Linked DNA regions of Mus musculus: region 2 is linked to region 1. Evidence: chromatin contacts called from public Hi-C data. All regions are on one chromosome and are shown on one strand. The core of a region is the stretch at or near the end of the contact, and the rest is flanking DNA. Distances in the headings are between cores, read along the strand shown. Region 1 holds the start of Gpr182 (G protein-coupled receptor 182). Region 2 overlaps Rdh16 (retinol dehydrogenase 16).

Region 1 (3,304 bases), core at 149-2,648:
AAAAGGCAGTAGGAAGCCCAGGATGGTGGCCGACAGGGCCACTGCCAGGGCCCAGGCGCTGTACGTTTCAAAAGGTGCTAGGAAGAGGCACATGGGCTCGGAGCCATCCAACAGCTGGATGTGCACCACCTCCGGCAGTGGGATAATGGCGGAGAGGACCCAGACGCCTGCGCACACGGCCCTCCGTATTCGGTGCTGGTGGCGCTGCCAGGAGGGAGAGGTGTTGGTGAGGGTGACGTAGCGGTCAATGCTGAGGCACGTCAGGAAGAAGATGCTGCTGTACATGTTGACAAGGTAGAAATAATGAATGAAGCGACAGGAGAAGCTGCCCCAGAGCCAAGTGTACTCCAGCATGACCTCCAGCATCCAAACAGGCAGAGACAGGATGATGCCCAGGTCTGCGATGGCCATGTTGAGGATGTACAGGTTCAGCATCCCCACCCGGCCTGAACGGCGGCAGTTGACACATATCACCAGGACGTTCTCTACTAAGCCTACCACGAAGATGGCCAGGTAGAAGACGAAGAGGACCACGTGTTTGGTGTTCTCGTTGAATTCTATGTGGCAATCGGTAAAGGTCTGGTTGAAGAGGTGGAGCAGCTCTGTCCAGTTGTGGATGTCTCTAAAATCATTGTCCGGTTCCAAGGTGGAGACGGGCCTGGGGCTGGGTATGACTGACATGAGGGCCAACTTGGGTCTGTTGGACAGAAGAGAGGGTTGGAAAAGAAGAAAGAGAGAGAGAGTCCCTGAGAAGGCAGCCTCTGTCTGCCCCCATACCTCCAACTAAAAGGCCTCAGGGGCCTGGGGGAACTCTCTGGCTGAGGGAAGGTGAGAAAAGCATGTTTAGGACTCAGATTATGTCTGCGTTAGTTTGACCCAAGAACAGACATTTTGTAGGAAAATTGGTGTTACTTGTACCCAACAAGGTTTCTTCCCAGCAATTCCAGCTTACTAGCATCCCCAGTGGTCTCTAATTCTGATTCCCTCTTGAGATTTTACTAATTTAGTGCAATCTCCATTAGGGGTTCCTGTTCTGCCTTGCTATTTGGTCATAGGTTTGGGATACACAGACACACAGACAGACACCCACCCACCCCTCACACCTCTGAGCTGCCCCTGGGAAAATCTTTGGATCCCATGGGAAAGCCATTTGTCTCCAGTCCCTGACTGTCATCTTCCCAGGGAGAGTTCAGCACTCACCTGGATTTCTCTTGGGAGCACCTGTCCCGGGGAGCCTGTGGATGGGGCTGTTAGTGCCAGGAGGCTGCAGAGGCAGCTTTGCGGAGCAGGCGCTGCTGCTGGCTCCAGGCAGCTCTGCTTGCCTGCAGGAAGTAGCTGTCACTTGCTGAGGCTCTGTGGGAGAGGGCTGGGGTTTTTCCTGTATCCTCCCAATCCAGTCAAAGGGGACGGACATCCGAGAGACTGACAGTGTGTGTATGTGTCAGGGGTGGGAGTGGGGAGATGGCCAAGCTGCGAGCATTGAAACCCAGACTCAGTAGCCGTACAGATTAGCCTCCTTAAGTCTCGGTTCTTCTCACCTCTGCAAAATGGGGCAACCAAAAAAACAAAAACAAAACAAACAAAAAACCAAAAAACCCAACAACAACAACAACAACAACAAATAAAACAAGATCTCATGGCAAATTTCTTTTTTCTTTGTTTTTATTTTTTTAAAGTTTATTTTATGTGTGTGAGTTTATTTTGCCCACATGTACATACAAGTAACACATTTGTGCCTGGTCACCGAGGAAGTCAGAGGAAGTCTGATCTCTTGCAACTGTAGCTGTGGATGGTTGTGAGCCATCACGTGGGAGCTGGGAACCAAACCCAGGTCCTCCGCAAGAGCAACAAGTGCTCTTAACTGTCTCTCCAGCCCCCGGGGCCAATTTCTTATATGAATACAGAAATGCATGCTTTCATTTCTCTTGATGGCTTAGAGTCTCTCTCCCGTGTGTGTCTGCAGTGACAAGGACAAAACCACACTGCAGTCACTCCGGGCTTCAATGTGTCCCCTTTCATGGTTACAACCCCCTGCCCCACCCCCACCCCCAGAACTTCCATTTTGGAATCAAAGGTCTGCTGATGTGGGGAGCTTCTCAACATGTTGGGGCCCAGAGTTCGGCTGTTTTACACCAGGCACATGGCACACGGCTGACCGTCTGGACCTGAATCTGCATTTGGTAGGATGTACAGACAAGGGTGTGCCAACTGCAAGGGATTAAAGATATGACTGAGATCCTCATAACAATATTAGCCATTTTAAAGATTTCCTATTTGTTTGTTTGCTTGTTTGTTTGTTTTTTGTGTGTGTATGAATGTGTAAGTGTGTGTTGTGTATGCCTTGTGTATGCTAAGAGTCCAGAAGAGGGTGTTAGATCCCTGGAGCCAGAGTTACAGGCAGTTGTGAGTCACTCCATACGGGTATTGGAAACCAAATTCAGGTCCTCTGAAAGAGCAGCAAATGTTCCTAGATGCTTAGCCATCTCTCCAGCCCCCAAATTCTCTGAACAGCTCAATGGCATTTCAGCACATGTTGTGCAGGCTAGCTGACGCAAACTAGCCTCAACAGAGAAAATGCCTCCATAAGATCTGGTTCTAAGACATTTTCTGAATTAGTGACCAGTGGGGAAGGACTCAGCCCATGGTGGGTGGGTGGTGCCATCCCCAGGCTGGTGGTCCTGAGTTCTATAAGAAAGCAGGCTGAGCAAGTCCTGATGAACAAGCCAGGAAGCAGCGCCCCTCCATAGCCTCTGCTCTGCACCAGCTCCTGCCTCCAGGTTCCAGCCCTGTTTGAGTTCCTGTCCTGACTTCCTTCAGTGATGAACTAGAGAAACATAAGCCAAAGAAACCTTTTCCTCCCTAAGTTGCTTGTGGTCATGATGTCAGCAAAAGAAAGTCAAGACATTTTTTGGGTCTTCTTCTTTCCCTCATTTTCCCACTCCCTCTCCCCACCCCCCGCCTCGTGTGTGTGTGTGTGTGTGTGTGTGTGTGTGTGTGTGTGTGTGTGTGCGCGCGCGTGTGCACGTGCAGGTGTGTCTGCAGAGGCCAGAGATCAGTGTCAACTGTGTCAACTATCTCTATTGCTCTTCATTTTATTTACTTACATGTTTTTAAAGGCTTTATTTCTAACTGTAGGTGTTTGCATGTCTGTGCATGTACATGCTACATGTTTGGGAGGGCCCCTGAAGCCCAGAAGAGGGTTTCAGATCCCCTGGGGCTGGAGTTCCATGTGGCTGTGAGCCACTCCACGTGGATGTGTCCAACCCATCTCAGGTCCCCTGGAAGAACATTGGGCTCTCTCAAC
Region 2 (3,767 bases), core at 286-2,785, 64 kb after region 1:
CATTTTTCAAAAGAATAAGGGTCTTGAACTTCTCATGGCCTCTGAGAGCTGGCTCTGCCTGCTGCTAGGTTGGTGAGGTTTAAGAGTAGGCTGTGCAGTGAAATCATGTGTGGAAGAGACAGAGAATCCTGGGCTAAGTACAGACTTGCCCTGGGAAGGGGTTCCCATAGATGCCTGACTCCTCTTCTCTCAGTAGAAATGTGGGGGAAGAGGGGACGCAGGAGAAACTTGTAAATATACAATAATTTCTGGATTAATGAAAATAGAAATTCCTCTACCCTATCAGTTGCCTGGTCATTCATTTTACCTATGTTATTTTGAGTTTTTTAGGACCATTGAGCATATGTGTGTTTACCTGTGTGTTCCATGTGTGGGAGCACCTCAGAGATGAGAAGAAAGATGAGGGTTGCTGGTTACAAGAAACTTTTAGCTGGCTGCAGAGATGGCTCAGCAGTTAAGGGCACTGACTGCTCTTCCAGAGCTCCTGAGTTCAAATCCCAGCAACCACGTGGTGGCTCACAACCACCTGCAATGGGTTTTGATGCCCTCTTCTGGTGTCTGAAGATAGCGACTGTGTACTCACATATATAAAATAAATAAATTTTTAAAAAGAAAAGAAAAGAAAAATGGAAAGAAGCTTTCAGCCATACAATATGGCTGTCAGGAAATGAATTTGGGTTATACTGAACAGCAGGAAGCATTCTTGATTTTGGACTCATTTCTTCAAACCATGTACTGATACTGCATCTTGTTTCATTTTATTTTGAGATGTCTCACTGCATGGCAGGTTTACCATGACCTTGTAAGCTCTAGCCTTACTGTCTTCATCACTACATAAATCATGCTGTAGTACATCAACAGCATCTCTGCATGTTGTGCCCTGTGAGAAGGTCAGGAGGCTGGACCTTTCTCAGTATACTCTGGAGCATCGTGATGGTTTCACAGGGGAAGGGGCAGCACCCAGGACAGATCTACAGCCCCAAGTATGGGTAGAGACTCAAGAACATCATGATGAGACAGAACCATGTGTAATTAGCAGGAAGTACTCTGTAAGGTGATCCCAGGATGCCTGCAACATTTCCCCTTTCCTCCTCACCCAGTTTTTTGTTGTTGTTCTTAGAAGCCAGTGTACTCAGAGGGACATAGAATGACTCAGGCTGGCACAAGAGGATGTTTCACTCAATCATGCATGAGAATTGCACTGTACCCAACCAAGACCCATCCCTCCAACCTGAGATCTTCAACTATTAGAATACAATAAAATTCTGGTTATTAGTTCAGACTGAGCAGTTGTGGCATCTGTCCAAGTCAAGGAATGGGTTTGACAGTGGGCCTGTTTCCACCCTAGTTAGCACTGACTCTAGGCTCCTCTGCTCCCCTTTATGCATGAAGAAGAAAGTGTTGGTTGGGTGGGGTACACTGCCTTTTGGGAGAAAGTGTTTCCTAACCTGGCTGAACTGGACTCCTGGTCCCAGTAGATGGCTTTGTTCCCATCTACCTCAGCAGATCAGAATAGCCCAGAGATCAGAAGAGCTGTCTTGTTAAATATTCACATGGTTTGGCCAGGAATGAGATCAGCCCACCCTCCTCAGGACAGAGTAGAGGAACAGCTGGGAACTGTCCTTTGGCTTGTGTGAGAATCTAAGGATAGATGGATGGATGGACTGAGGGACCTCCATGAATCAACAACATGTCCTGAGACTTTCTCTTCAGCCCTGTGGCTCATGCAACAGACCCACATCCACTTTCCTATTCTCTCTGACTTTACCCAAAAATTCCAGGGTCCTATCTAGATCCTCCTGCTTTCCAGAAGACCTTGATTCAATAAGAGTGTCCACCACTATCAGGGTTGATAAGGAGAGAACTGTAGGAGAGAGGATCGGGAAATGTCCATAGAAGGTATCTGGGGTCTGTTGGATAGATGTACCTGGGTTCTGGTCAATGTTGTGGGCATGTTGCTGGGGTTTCTGGAGGGTAGTAAGGTCCTTCCAGGTGTGGCCTGGTGTGCGGCCTCCTCTTGAGGGAGGGAACTTGCTTGCCATGTTGAGCACAGTTTCCCCGAGTATAGTTTATTTTTTCTACAGTTGAACTCTGTTGTATATTTATGTAAAAATACAGTCTCTTTTTAAAAATAAAGATTTTCATGCCTTAAAAAAAAAAGAAGGTATGCTCTAGTGAACTCACTGTTGAAGCGAGACAAGATCCAACAGCACCAATATCTGCACGAACTTTGGTCAAGAAAGCCTAGTACTACATTTTGCAAGATGCAGTTCAGAGCTAGGATTCTGCGGACATGTGTGCTAATAGCCCCATGACAAATGTCCTATTAGTTTCTGCACACGCAGGAGCAGAGACAGAAGTGGAGGCAGGATGACAAGGAATATCAGCCATAATTTAAACAGAATCAGGCACAGGAGAGAAGGAACAGAAGGCCAAATGTAGAGCAGACCCATGGGCAGCTTGCCCGCTTGTAGGGAGAGTGGCCCAGCTTTAGATTCACAGATAAACCACTGATAACCAAGGCCCAGACCTTAAGGAAGAACTGTAATAAATCACTTATTGCACCTCTTCCTGATAGAACCATGGTCCTCTGTTGAGGCTGGCCAGTGGCCCACATGTCTGGGTTCTAGCCTGGGAGGCAACTTGGAACCTGGAAGAGAAGAGGGAACTAGGCGGCGTGAGAAAGAATAAAATCAAGACATCAGTCTGATCAAGGTTCAATTTTACTATTCTGAGACACTGGGTTATGAAGAAGGGGAAGGGGCCCATTCCGACCAAATCATCCTTGGAGTCCAGTTTCAGGTGACCACGTGTCTCCTGAACAGCTAGGCAGCAGGTAGCAGCTGTGGGAGTGGCAGACCGATAGGGTGGCTGGCTCCACCCCTGATGCTCTCCTTGTGCTAACAGTCAAACCTGATCAGCCAGATTTCAAGCTGGGGGCGGGGGAGGTTACATCTCCTGCCTGTTGTTAATATAAAAAAGAAAAGGCTGGGCTGAGGCATAAAATTTATTTATGCTCTATAGTTCTGCCTGAATTCTTAGGGCCTAGTGAAGAAACCTGTTTCAGTGGGATTTCCTAGCTTTTCTCATGGTAAACCCTATCTGGATAAGACTGTGCTTTCTGTCCTAGTAAACATCTTGCAGACTAGCCCTGAGCTGTTGGCTCTGTCTTTTATAATGCTAATTGGTTACTGAATAGGTAACTTCCTTGTTAAATTCTTACTGAATTCCATGTAGTCAGCTTACAAGGTCTTTCTAGGGCATTGGAACACTGGTGAAGACTACCTGTATCAGGATACAATTTTTAAAGGCACTATAGTAAGATAACATTGAAGGAGAGTGCATGGATCCTCCTCAACAGCCTTGGATGACAGGCAGGGAACAGAGAGGAGGGGGTGACGATCGACTCCATAGCACAAAGCCATTTGGCTTGTTAGGGTGGGAGGCTGTGAAGGGCTTTCCCTTTTCACGGTATGGTCTCCAACCTCTCTCCCCCCTAAGAATTTAGCTTAATAAGGCCACACTTAACTGAGGTGATCAAATGATTTTCTCATCCTTGGATGAGTGGGCATTAACCATGGCTGGGGGAACATTGACCTGATTCCTCCCGTTGGTGCTGTCACGATCCACAATCATGGCTCTTGGTATCTTTTGGGGATGGGAGGCAGAGCCTTAGAAAGATATTTTTGGTTGTAACTGGAACTAGATACCAACCTCCATCCAAACCGTGTGTGGTACTCAGGAACTCAAATGGTCAAGTTGGACCT

The links. Hi-C and Micro-C count contacts between places; a contact is called where the count stands out from the background.
Region 2: a Hi-C map of liver shows a contact between it and region 1, with 2.4 times the contacts expected there. The contact joins the enhancer-like site here to the promoter of Gpr182 in region 1. A contact is called at or near these places in 14 of 39 promoter capture datasets (the 3T3-L1 cell line, 3T3-L1-derived adipocytes, the SN4741 cell line and 8 more), 1 of 15 datasets of contacts at CTCF or cohesin (the NIH/3T3 cell line), 12 of 484 Hi-C or Micro-C datasets (the G1E-ER4 cell line, colorectal tumor organoids, embryonic stem cells and 3 more), 18 of 115 datasets of contacts at active chromatin or transcription factors (T-cell acute lymphoblastic leukemia, bone marrow-derived macrophages, cardiomyocytes and 11 more) and 3 of 9 other capture datasets (adipose tissue, embryonic stem cells and liver).

The regions. Positions count from the first base shown.
Region 1 is chr10:127,750,400-127,753,703 of GRCm38.p6, forward strand. It overlaps Gpr182 (G protein-coupled receptor 182), which reads right to left and starts at 1,399. Exons shown (of 2, transcript NM_007412.2): 1 at 1,201-1,399; 2 at 1-697. The coding sequence starts at 681.
Region 2 is chr10:127,814,561-127,818,327 of GRCm38.p6, forward strand. Rdh16 (retinol dehydrogenase 16) reads left to right here. Exons shown (of 4, transcript NM_009040.3): 4 at 1-1,279. Among named protein-coding and RNA genes, the nearest start is that of Rdh16, 15 kb to the left of the region's middle. Within about 2 kb of position 1,536, at least 7 of the 459 cell types and tissues checked have an H3K27ac peak or open chromatin away from gene starts, as enhancers often do. A contact at or near this core is called in kidney, liver and trophoblast stem cells, where this site is marked.